Linked DNA regions of Mus musculus: region 2 is linked to region 1. A link is a contact called in public HiChIP or PLAC-seq data. All regions are on one chromosome and are shown on one strand. Each heading gives the region's core, a stretch centred on a gene start, on an enhancer-like site or on the middle of the called end of the contact. The rest is flanking DNA. Distances are from core to core; before and after follow the strand shown.

Region 1 (5,725 bases), core at 1,354-3,853:
CAGGGGGACCCCCATCCATTCAGAGGAGAAGAGGGGTGGATGAAGAAAGGATTGTGGGAGGGGGTGACCAGGAAGTGGGCGTTGCACAGGATATAAAGTAAATAAGTAGAAAAAAAAATAAATTAAATTAAAAAACAAAATAAAAAGAAGTCTTGCTCAGCACCTCAGACTTCTGGAATATACCAATACTCCCAGGCACAGAGGTGAAGGCCGGTGTTTCCTCCTCTCCCTCAGAAGTCTGAGCTAGGAGAGTAGCTGAGACAGAGTCCTGGGGAGGTTCCTCCAGAGTTGGTAGGTAGTCTCTAGCCTTCTTTCCCTTCCGGGGTGCCCTTTGCAGCTCCTGGTGGGCAGGGCTGCAGATCCTGGCCGGGGGGTGGGGGGAGTGGGGGGGGTGGCTTTACCCAAAGTGTCTGGGGTTTACTCACGGGGCAGACCTGCTTATTAACATTCTTGTCTTCTTCTCCATGCCCTTCCTGGAAACACTTTCCATCCCCACTGCAGACTCCACCCTTTTCCCTCTCCATAACTTAAGCTTTCACCTCCTAAAGTGGAATGTCTGCCGGGGCAGGGCTCCAGGGCCTCAGCAGAGCATGTGAGCGAATCCTGGTGTGAAGTCACAGCAGGCTGCTGCCTCTGACCCCACCGGAGAGCTAGGTGTTGGCCCAGCCTGTTCTCCAGCTTTCCAAGTCTGCCCCAGCTCCCGTGTACAACTGGAACTGCCAGGGCTGCTGGGCGGACAAATGATTAGAGGCCACCAGCCTTTGTAAGCAAGTCAGTGGTCTGAGGCAGGGGGATTGGCCCACAATCACTACCATGGCTACTCAAGTCTAAAGATGAGAATCACCTTCTCACAGTCTCTGCTGGGTTTGACGAAGCCGTCCCACAAGCAGACACACCCATGCATTTTAGTGCCGTGTGTGTGTGTGTGTGTGTGTGTGTGTGTGTGTGTGGTGTGTGTAATGCATATGTCCTCATGCACATGGGAAGTAGGTGCACATGTATGTGAGTGCAGATGTGTGCAGCTTATGTGTATTCTTCCTTATGTATGTACACACATGCATCTAAGTGTGTGTGTGTGTGTGCACATGGAGGCCAGAGGCTCATGTCAAGTCTTCCTCTATCAACCAATCACCCTGTCACTTTTTAAAAGGATTTATTTTATTTTTAATTGTGTGTCTGTGTGTTTGCTTATGGGTATATACACATAAGTCCAGTAACCCGGGAGGCCAGAAGAGGACTCCTGAAGCTGGAGTTACAGGTGGCTGTGTAAGAATAAGATGCTGGGAAGCAAGCTGTGTTCTCTATAAGAATTAATTGGCGGGCTCTCTTTCTAGCAACAGCTCTTTGCTCTTTCACACACAGACACACTAACACACACCATACCCACACAGACTCTCACACACAAATACATATACATACATGTACATATGAACAATCACCATATACACATTCACACACCAATATACATACATACAATCACATACAGTCACATACACTTCACACACAAATACATACATATATATATATACACACACACAAACACATATATACATACAATCACATACAGCCACATACACATTCACACACAAATATACACACACGCACACACTGTTGTCTCTTTTAGATAGTAAGTCTCCCATAGACAGTGAATTATGTTTGGTTCTGCCTAGCAGCATCCACAGTGCTGACATATGGTAGGAACTGATACACAGTAGGTCTCATATAATTCTGTGGAAAAACGAACCTGGGTGGGAGCTAGAGAGATGGCTCTGTCACGGGGAGCTGGGTTTGGTGTATGTATATGTATGAAGAAAAGAACATAGAGCTGGGGCTGGAGAAAGCTCAGCAGTCCAGAGCACTTACTGTTCTTGCAGAGGACCTGAACTCAGTTCTGAGCACCTGTATCAGGTGACTCCACTGTAGCAACCCACGCTCTGGGGATCCGACCACCTCTGCTCTTCTCAGGCTGCAACACATAAACTCACACCTAGGCAAACAAACACACATAATCACGTAATTTAAAAAATATTCAGAAGAGAGGGAGAGCACAAGTCGGCTGCAGACATTATTTACATGTATAAAACGTATCTTTTGAGCTTTGAGGAAGCCTCAGAAACTATTAGCTAAGGGGAAATGGTCTGATCATGGAGTTAAGGGAACTCTTCACGGATAAAACGACTCAGCTGAGAAGTGTGGAACTGGGGAAGTTTCCGCTAAAGGAAGACAAGAAAAACTGTTCCAGGTAGCAGAAACAGAATGAGCGAAGGTCCAGTGACTGGCGAAAGCAGCTGTGTGTGGCAGGTTTCATTTTTCAAAGATGGCTGCCTGGTGTGAGCCACCTTGTGGCTTTTCTTATATAGATAACGTTATACTCATCTATGAACAGGTAGAGGGCCATGCTTTCTTCCTTTCCATGTAGGCAAGCCTGTGACCACAGCAGACATCATGCTAAGCACGCATCCCTTCTTTCTCGTTTTCTTACAGCCAGGCCTCTGTGCTGGGAGGCAGTCTCACTGCTGCGTGGAGATTCTCCAGCTACTGACAGAACTGACAAAGAGAGCTGCTTCGGGTGACTCCAGCCTTTGAGGCACTGCAACAGGTGCCAAGGGGAACAGCCAGGTCCAAGTCGAAGATCTGCAAACAAAACGGTGTCATCATCGTATTAAGCCCTTAAGTGTTGGTGCGATTTGTTCTGTGGTTGCAGATAACCACACATTGAGACCGAAGAGGAGGTCAGTGGGAAAGAGCACAGGCGCTCAAGGATGACTCTGAGCTGAGGAAGGAAAGGGAGCCAGGGCTGAGCCAGACTTTGTCGCAAACCCAGCGATGCCAGGAGAGGCATTGCCATGGGCACTGATGTCGCTTCTGGCCCTTCTTCACACCGCGGCTGACATTCCAGCCCAGGGCTCGCCGCCACCGAACCTCCACAGCTGTACTCAGGGGCCCTCCTAGATCACACGGCCTCAGAGGCTGAGTCAGGCTTCGGGGAGCAATGAGCCTGGGTGAAGGGACACAGAAGAGATGTTCACTGTGGGTTTAGGCCCCCAGGACACCGCTGTACCCTCCCACTGGTCTCAGGATCTGTTCCCATGGTGGAGAATTGGCCAGAAAAGTCAGACTTCCACAATGCTTTTCTTATCAAGATGGGGACAAATTCCACCCCCACAGGCTTGACTCTAACCACGGATCAATCTCAGCGCTGGCCTGGCCCAGAAGTGACCACAATGCTGATCAGCCCTCCAGGCTCTGCCCTCCCTCTCTTTCTTCCTCTGTGCCACTTCCTTCCTATTTTATTATTTTTTAAGTGACAAATTGTTTTGTATTACAAATCTGTATAATCTGATACGGTGTTTTTAGTAGGGCTGACCGGAACCTGCTTGGCAACCCCAGGGCTGTGTGAACTCAAACATGTACATTGTGAAGTGTACACAAAATGATTAGTTAAATCTGCTTGATATGTCACTCTCAGCCACTATTTGTCCTTCCTTCGTAATGAGGCTACTTATAATCTCATTAGTTATTTTGGAATACATTATACAGAGGCCAGTGTGGTGACTTAGCGGGGAAAGACACTTGCTGCAAGCCTGCCTCTCTGGCTCAATTCTTGGAACGCACATGGCGGAAGAAGAGAACTGATTGCTACAAGTTATCCTCTGATGTGCTCCACATGTGCTTCATGGAAAACACCCACCAGTCCCCCCAAAAAATAATGAAATGCAAAATGTAAAGAAACACGAGATGTTTTGCCTTTAATATGTGCCACCTTGCTGTACAGCACTTGTTCCTGCAGCCCTGTGTCAGGTTCAACTCTCTGAGCACTGTCAGGGCCCACTCTCAGGTTCCTGCCCACTCTCACTGCCCCGCCCTCTCTCACTGGCTCCGCCCCCTCTCACGGTCCCGCCCACTCTCACAGTCCTGCCCACTTGCAACTCTTTCCCTCTTTGGGATCTCTACTTCCTGGAGTGCCTTTGTCTCAGCTTCCGTGTATAAAGGAGCTATTTGTCTTTTTAGACTGGTGTGTTTCCTTTCCTATTGTGTTCTACTGTGTTTGGTGCTGGGGACTGAACTCTGGGCCTCCGGCAGGCAAGATGAGGTCTCTACTATTGAGTCACAACCCCAGCTCCCACATAAAGGTGTTCTCTAGATGGATCCAGTGTTTGGAAGTAACGCGGTTTTTTTTTTTTTTTTCTTCTCAAGGCTGAACAGAGTTCTATTATATATACAAACCACATTTTAAGAATATCGTCATCCATGAACACTTAGATTGCTTCTTCATCTTAGATACTGTGAGTAAGGTTTGGATTTGTCACAATGTTGTGACAAGACCCCTGATGAAAACCAGCTTAAGGAGAGAAAGCTCTGCTTAGCTCAAGGGGTTTAAGGTTGTGGCCCACTGTGGCAGGGTCGGGGCTGGGTGAGGATCGCGGTGGGGAAAATGGCGGCAGGATGTGAGGCAGCTGGTCAGGGTGTGTGCAGTCAGGAGGTGGGGAGATGAAGCTGGTGTTTCAAGCACTTCTCCTTTTCCTTTGGTCGGGACCCCAGCCCGTGGAACTGTGCTGCCCATGTTCAGGATAGATCTTCCTAACCTAGTCATTCCTTCCTGGAAACTCCCTCACATCCACGCTCAGTGGTGTGTCTCCATGGAGATTCCAAGCCCAGTCAAGCTGACCATGAAGACAACTGTGGGTGGCAGTGTTCCTGTGAAGGTGGACTCCATCTTGGCTGTGTATTGCCAACAGAGCTCCAGACCCCTCTTCAACATACTGGCCCCATCTCCTTCTTCTAGGCCCCAAAGTGGGGTTGGCGGATCCCACGATGATCCCACATTGACTTCTTTGACGGGCTTTCATACTGTGTCTTTAGCTTTTCAATTCCTTGGTCTGGTAGTTTGGGTTTTTTTGACCCAATGTCCAAGACACTTTGGGAGTAGATTTCTAATCCTTGTCTCCCCGCCGACCCCTGTTCTCTGTTCCTTGTTGTACGTACCCAGTCCCTGGACCCTGGCTGGTGCCCTCCTACACAGTGAGAATATCTAGAATAAAGGACAAACAGTGGGCTGGACTGTGGAAGCCACGGCTGTGTGCCCCATCATCTCCTGTATCTCTAGATAACCCTTCTGGCTTCACTTGCCTGAGTGATCACGGCTTTCAGGGAACACTGGGCTACTCCTCAGCCTCAGAAGCCCAAGTTCTGACTGACCTAAGCCAGTCATGGCAGGCTCATTAATACTGTCAAATGAACGCTCTGACTTGGACCAATGTGTTATGAGGGGAAATCTGTTGGAGACCCTCTTAGAACGTTCTCACTGCGCATGCAAAGGAACTCAGGACCTTCTCAGAGATTGCTTAGTGTATGGTTTCGGTTTTCGTGAGACTCACAGTCTGCTTGATGAGGGGGGTCTCAGCTGAGGGGGAGGGCTGATCTGAGGAGTGCAAGGAGAGCTACAGCTCCTCAAAGCTATAGTTGGGCAATGCTGTGGCTTTGATCTTACTGGGAGAAATGATACACAGTTGCATTGCTTGAGGAATTTACCTTCACTTTCTACTACTCCTGACTCAGTTTTCCTAGCTGAGGCAATCCCTGTTGTGAACTCTCAGAGAGAAGCTGAGGAAAAGATACGGACATTACAAACATCGTTGACTTACGGAGCATGGTGGTGAATGTTTTCTAGTTCACCTTTGAGACAAAGTAGTGTTTGTTTAGAAACAAGCCAGCCTGAAAATTA
Region 2 (6,065 bases), core at 778-3,277, 160 kb before region 1:
TTAGGTAGAACGTTAAAATTATCAAGTGAATCGCATAAAACGACGCCACGTTCAAAACCAGTGAGTGACACGGCAGTTTGTTCTTACACGGGAGCTGGTTGAGAGTTTCCGCTTACAATGCTTAAGCCCTACATGGCTCTCTGCAAGGAAACTGGACATATGATGACCTTTTTGTACGCGTGTAGTCTGAATCTTGTATCATTTCCGGGATGTGAACACCTCTACTGTTCCTAATTTAAAAAAGGCAAAATTGAGGTCGCCAACAATATAGCCCCAAGACTCTAAGCTAACACAGTAAGTGAAGACTCCATGTTTGAACTCAAGCACTTCCTAGCTGCTCTTCCTAACCGTGTGTCTGCATCCCTGTCAGCCAACACAACCTGGCAGAGGGCTGCAGTGCAAAATGCCTGCGTGGCAATTCTAAAGCTAGGAGCTTCTATTGAACGCGCTGTGTTAAGTGATCTGTGCACACATGTAAACTTTTGGCAGGGATCATAGCAGGTCCTTTACTAACCGAGGGGACAGTTGGCAGGTATGGTACTGCAATTAATACAGATAAACCATCAATAGCCTATCTGCCTTTTGATTTTTAAATAAACAAAGGCTGAATGCTGTAATTAAGATCAGAAGTCCTCTGAAGGCCATATGGCCAAAGGGGAGCCGAATGTAAAGCCACCAGCAGGAATCAGGGAGTTTTTCGACTCCTAAGGAGGAAGAAGGGATTTTTAACAAATGTTTTCTCCCCTGGGACCTGGAGGACAAGTGACCTCCCTGCAGAAATGAGGTCTGGGGATCAAGACAGGAAAAAAAAAAAGGTACAATCTAGGTAGGAGCAGGAAAGGACCTGGTAAGCTGATGTTTGTAGGAAATACCACATGCATCCTGCAGGGGGCACACTGTGGCGTGTCCAGCCTAAGAGGACCTTGCCTGGCTTTTCTGAGGCCTGGTGCTTAGGGGACAATCCAACCCTGCAAATGCTGTGCAGTCGGCACAGTGGCTGGGCACACTGATGCCCGGGGGTCCCCAGAGTCTACTCCGTAATGCTTGGGAAACAATGACATCTCTATACCCACAATGGTCTCAGTGTGGGCCCCTCCTCCCACAATGGCCCCTTTCAATCCCCCACCATGAGCAATTGCCCCAAGTTTAACAGCCTGTGTTAGGGGGGCACCAGGCACAAAAGGAGGTGCTTCCAGGTTCAGTGAACATTTTACATCCATTCATCAGGGAAAAGACAAAAGCGACTCCCCACTTCACCTCAGGCAGGGCATCTACCCTACCAAAGAGCAACCTTTGTGTGACTGGGGGGCGGGGGGTGTCAGGGAACGCACTGTTTAAGGATGGTTGTGCAAACATGCTTTTGGATTATTTTTGTCTCCAACTAAAGGCATCTACATAAAAATGGGGTCCTTTTGTCACATAGGAAGGACCAAGCTGGACTTTGCGGGGGGGGGGGGGGGGGGGCAAAAGGCGTAAAAGCGTCCAAATAAAGATGGAAAAGGCTAGAGGCGGGGGCTCTAAATTACACTCTGGAATCTTTATTAGGAAAGTGGGCCATGTTTTCCTTTCCTTTACATTTTTATTGGGATTCACTGCGACTTTTATTACAGAATCTAGTGTTGGCTTTGTATACTGGCTTTAATTACTGAGTACCCTGCCAGCCACTCTTGACCAACACAGGCTGCTATGGGAAGCTTTCTCAGGACCCAAGCCTGCCTCTCCTCCTTGCAAGAGGAATCTGTTGGTGTCTTGACTCCACCAGTCAACAGTCAGTATTGCACTAGTTGATGAATGAGGCCTCAACTTAGTTGGTTACTTGAGTTACTTTGGGGACAGCTACAGAGCATACAAAGTGCTAATATTTGAAATAGTCTAAGTCATCCTTCCCTCTCAGAGTGACACCCACCCACCCCTTTACCCTGCCAAGCTGGATTAGTCATACTAAACATAGTCTGCTCCCAACCAACTCTTCAAGCTTTGGCAAGCAGGGCCCAGCTGACATTCCCGGCCCAGTTTAACATTACATAATGAGGACTTCTCTCTCCTTGTGGGCCACAAGTCAAAACAAACTTGCTGAACTCAACCCAGGGCATCAGCCTGCTTCCTGGTTACAAGACACGGGACTCTTAAGAGCAGAGTAGAGCTGTAAAAACCACCAGTGAACTCCAACGTGGTCAACAGCCTCTCAGCCAACTTGGTGATCTCTCTCCTACTTCCTCTCCCTGATGCTGGGGGTGAAAACTGTTCCAAAGAGTCCTTTTTCAGATCTCTGAGATGTTAACAAATCCCAGAAAGCATCACCCTAAAAGAATTCCCAAACACTAGGCCTTGGGGAAAGACAGAAGCAAGAACAAACTAATGTCCATCTCGTATAAATGGTAAGGGTGTGGTTTCTGTAGCCTGAAGCTCACAGCAATGCTCCTGTTTCAGCCTCCTGGGTGCTGGCCTTACAGGCATGAGGCAGCCTGTATGATAGGTTCAGCTAAGTGTTGCTAAAAGCACAGTCGTTGCTTGCAAGATTTCTAGTATTCCTTATGGAAAAGTCCTAGGCTCCTGCTTCCCGGTCTCCTTTCAGCAGAAATGCTTGGATTAAAATCCTCATGAGCATGGAAGCCCCTGAGGATCCCGGGCACCCAAGAAAAGTCATGATTTCCAGAGAGAAATATGTGACTTCACACCAGACACTGGATTCCACACATTTATCCACAGAGGACTTTTGGCTTCTGCACAGAACTTGGGTACTACTGAATGACATTCGAGTGTGCGGAGAACTGGGAGTGGCCGGGTCGGGTGGGAAGAGACGAGCAGGAAGGTGGATTTCTGCTGTGGGATGCTATGTGACCTGGTAACAAAGCCTGGGAGTCTTACAGCCCATTTGCTCTATCTGGGTCTCAGTTTTCAAAGTTTAGAAAGAGGCTGACAGAGTAGGGTCCTGTTGTGAGTCACCACTTAGCAATCTCCAGCGACTACTGTGAACAAGTTAAAATTACTCTGGCTATGGTTATCCACTCAAAAGCCTGTGCTTTTAGGTCACTGGCCCATTCCCTTGTCTTGAGTTATTTTATCATCTTTTCCTAGGAGTCCAGGCCCAACAAATCGCACACCAAACCTGTTGGGTAACATTCAATTTAGTACTATCTCTCTGCTATCTGTTTATGCACAGGGCAGGCCCTGATCGTCTCCCCGAAGCATCTTTTCTCTTTTAATCCTGGAGACAACATTTTTTTAAGTGACTGAGAATAGTTATTACAAAACCGATGACTAAGGCCTCATAGATAGCCCTCCCTGATGTGATTGGATCCTTGTGACCAATCACCTCCAATCCCCTGCTTTCTAAGAGCATATGAGGCCAGAATGCTCTGCTTACCACCTCATAGGTCTGCTTCTGATAGGCAGGTATGCGCCTGGATCAGTGTGGGCTAAGAGGGGAGGAGCAAAGATTTGGTGTTAAAGAGGCAAGAGTGGACATGGAGTCAGAAACCACTAGATTGGGAAGGTGGTTCAGTAAGACCGGGGCCAAAAGAACCATGGTTGCTGCAGAAGTGTAGATTTGGAGAGGCAGAGAAATGGGCCTTGTGGTAACCAGACTCTGTTCAGAACCATTGTCCTGATAATTCCCAAAAACCTGAAGGGGAGCTTGCTCGCTCACTTCAATGCAGCTTTGTCTGGCAGCTTCACCACCAAAACTACTCACACTGAGCCAGTTCACACTAAGCCAGTTCACACTGAGCCAGTTCACACTGAGCCAGTTCACACTGAACCCATTCACATGGGGGGAGTGGGGGGAGGAGGAGTCTGACTACCACAGAGCTCAGAATCCTAGAAGCTGATAGGGTGTTCCTTCTGGCAATTACCCCAGACAGGAGCAGCCTCAGAGCAACGAAGAACTGAACTCAGTCTAAGGCTTCCAGCTAGAATCCCTTCTGCTCACATCCTTCTCTTCAGGATAGAATCGTACCCATGACTGGAGTGCTAAATGACATCCCAGGAACTAGAGTCTTCCCTGGGGCTGCAATCCCTGTCACACACATCCCTCTGTCGTGTGGATTTTTTTTTTTTAATTTACAGATTCACATCCACACTTGTGAGGAGGTCTAGCCTAGACAAGCAGGATCTAAAGAGCCACCGGTGCCTTGTGTCCCCATGAGCCCTATGCCTTCTTATGTACCTAAGTCCTCATCTACCAAGCTCCAACAGTACTGTTCCATGTGCCTAAGAATCTGATGAGGGAACCAGGCCCCAGACAGCCAGAAGGATAGAATAGTCGCCCAAGCTTTCAAATCATGTAGGTGAATCCCCAATCTCTGGGGCAGTCAGGAAAAAAATCTTGGTGTTAGAAACACCAAACTAAGTTTTATAGGCACCCTGGCATATGTATTTGTAAGCCGTCTGTAAGACCATCAGGGCACTGTGTTTTTTGATCTACAATTGTAGAGTCACTATGCAACACCATGGGGAAAAATCACCCCTGTAGGGGAAAAATCATTTCTTATATAGTGACCTGAAAGGAAACAGTAAGAAATGATAGACTTGTAGATTCAATGAGTGTTGCCTAAGACTCCCCCCACCCCATCCCACCTCTGCCCACCTACCCCACTCACCCTGCCCCTGCCCCTGCCCCTGTCTCTTGATACCCTCCCTAGTATCCAGATGAAAAGTATTAAGTTCAGGCATTGCTCCACAAAGGGATCTTGGCCTATGGAGATGAGAAGAAGAGCATAAAAAAATGTGCTTGCCAACAAAGCGTAAACTTAAACAAGTCAGGATGGCACGATGAGGCTACCCCACCGGAGTCATCGCAGACTGGAATCAAACCAATGTGGCTCAGGGTGCCCTGGGGAGCCCAGTGTCCTCCAGAGGGATGTTCCTCCATCTCTCAGGAGGATGATGAAGTCAACAGTCATCCCCCTGCCCATGTGACTACATAGAGGGACAGGGGAGGTGTGGGCAGGGGGCGTTCATCAGATAACACATGTGGCTGGCCAGAATGATTCAACTCAGACTCTAGCCATTCCCATGGGTAAGTGGAGCCACGGACGTGCACTGAGTTGGTCAAAAGCACAGCCCTAAGGAATCCAGAGCACAGAGGTTTGGCTTGCTGCGGCCTCAGTGATTTGGTCCATACAATGGGACACATTGAGGCAGGGCCAAGAGCAGCCCCTCCTCTTCCCTCTCCTCATAGCCACCACCTCGAGGACTGGAACACAGCCCTATAAAGGACCACACACTGTGCAGTATGGGCTATGAGCTCTGAATGCTCACGCCCACACGGAACACATACCATTAATCAGTACAGAAAATATGGCCTTCCTCCCAGAGTCATCTTGGGCACTAGATTCCCTTCCTATGAGCAACCATCTTCATCTTGAACCAGGCAAAAAAAGGAGTTAGAGACTGAGAACCTCCCCTCCCTTCCCCCTCCCTGACATTCACATGTCCAAAGCTCCCTCCAAAATACTTTCAGCCTTAAGCCCCATTTTAATCATTCCACCAAGAAGACTTCTTCTTCTTCCCTCTTTCTCTCTTAACTTGTGGGAGCCAAGCAATTTTTTACTGTGGGTGGTAACAAGAGTTGAACTGTTTCTAATTATTTAAAAAACAAAACCATACACACAAAACAAAACAAAACTCTCTGCTGCCAATTGCTGAGAGACTCAGAAGCCACAACTTCCGGCACAGGGACCGCTCTCCCAACCTCCTGTCCCAATGGGCCTAGGCCAGAATGTCTGGAGAGCATGTGTGGCTCTTCTTCTATAGCTCAACTTGATACATGTCGCAGGGCAGAAGGGGCTCGGCAGTGGGGAGGTGGGCACCCTGCCTTGGAAAACATCTGAAGCCCCTGGTTTTGACTCCCCGGGTCCCTACAATTACTTTCAATGGAACCGGAGACAAATCATTAAAATAAAATAAAATAATAAAATAAAATAAAAGCCATGTTAGTGTTCTCTTTGTGAAAAATAGTTGCTTCTGACTGGGAGGATCAAATGAGAATTATACAGAAAGGGCCTATGGGTGACTGTTTGGGGATTTTGAAGAGGTGGGGCCTTGTTCCATGCTGGCTCTGA

Evidence for each region. HiChIP or PLAC-seq counts read pairs in DNA pulled down with a chosen protein or histone mark.
Region 2: a contact with region 1 is called in an HNF4G HiChIP or PLAC-seq map of pancreatic cancer cells. The contact joins two enhancer-like sites. A contact is called at or near these places in 10 of 39 promoter capture datasets (the C10 cell line, the SN4741 cell line, cranial neural crest and 7 more), 1 of 15 datasets of contacts at CTCF or cohesin (the NIH/3T3 cell line), 3 of 484 Hi-C or Micro-C datasets (embryonic stem cells, macrophages and uterus) and 9 of 115 datasets of contacts at active chromatin or transcription factors (embryonic basal ganglia, embryonic midbrain, embryonic stem cells and 4 more).

Annotation. Positions count from the first base shown.
Region 1 is chr19:55,717,434-55,723,158 of GRCm38.p6, reverse strand. No RefSeq gene overlaps it. Among named protein-coding and RNA genes, the nearest start is that of 4930552P12Rik, 18 kb to the right of the region's middle. Within about 2 kb of position 2,603, at least 19 of the 459 cell types and tissues checked have an H3K27ac peak or open chromatin away from gene starts, as enhancers often do. A contact at or near this core is called in pancreatic cancer cells and trophoblast stem cells, where this site is marked.
Region 2 is chr19:55,872,668-55,878,732 of GRCm38.p6, reverse strand. The region is part of intron 5 of Tcf7l2 (transcription factor 7 like 2, T cell specific, HMG box); the gene reads right to left. Among named protein-coding and RNA genes, the nearest start is that of Gm52391, 62 kb to the left of the region's middle. Within about 2 kb of position 2,027, at least 104 of the 459 cell types and tissues checked have an H3K27ac peak or open chromatin away from gene starts, as enhancers often do. A contact at or near this core is called in pancreatic cancer cells and trophoblast stem cells, where this site is marked.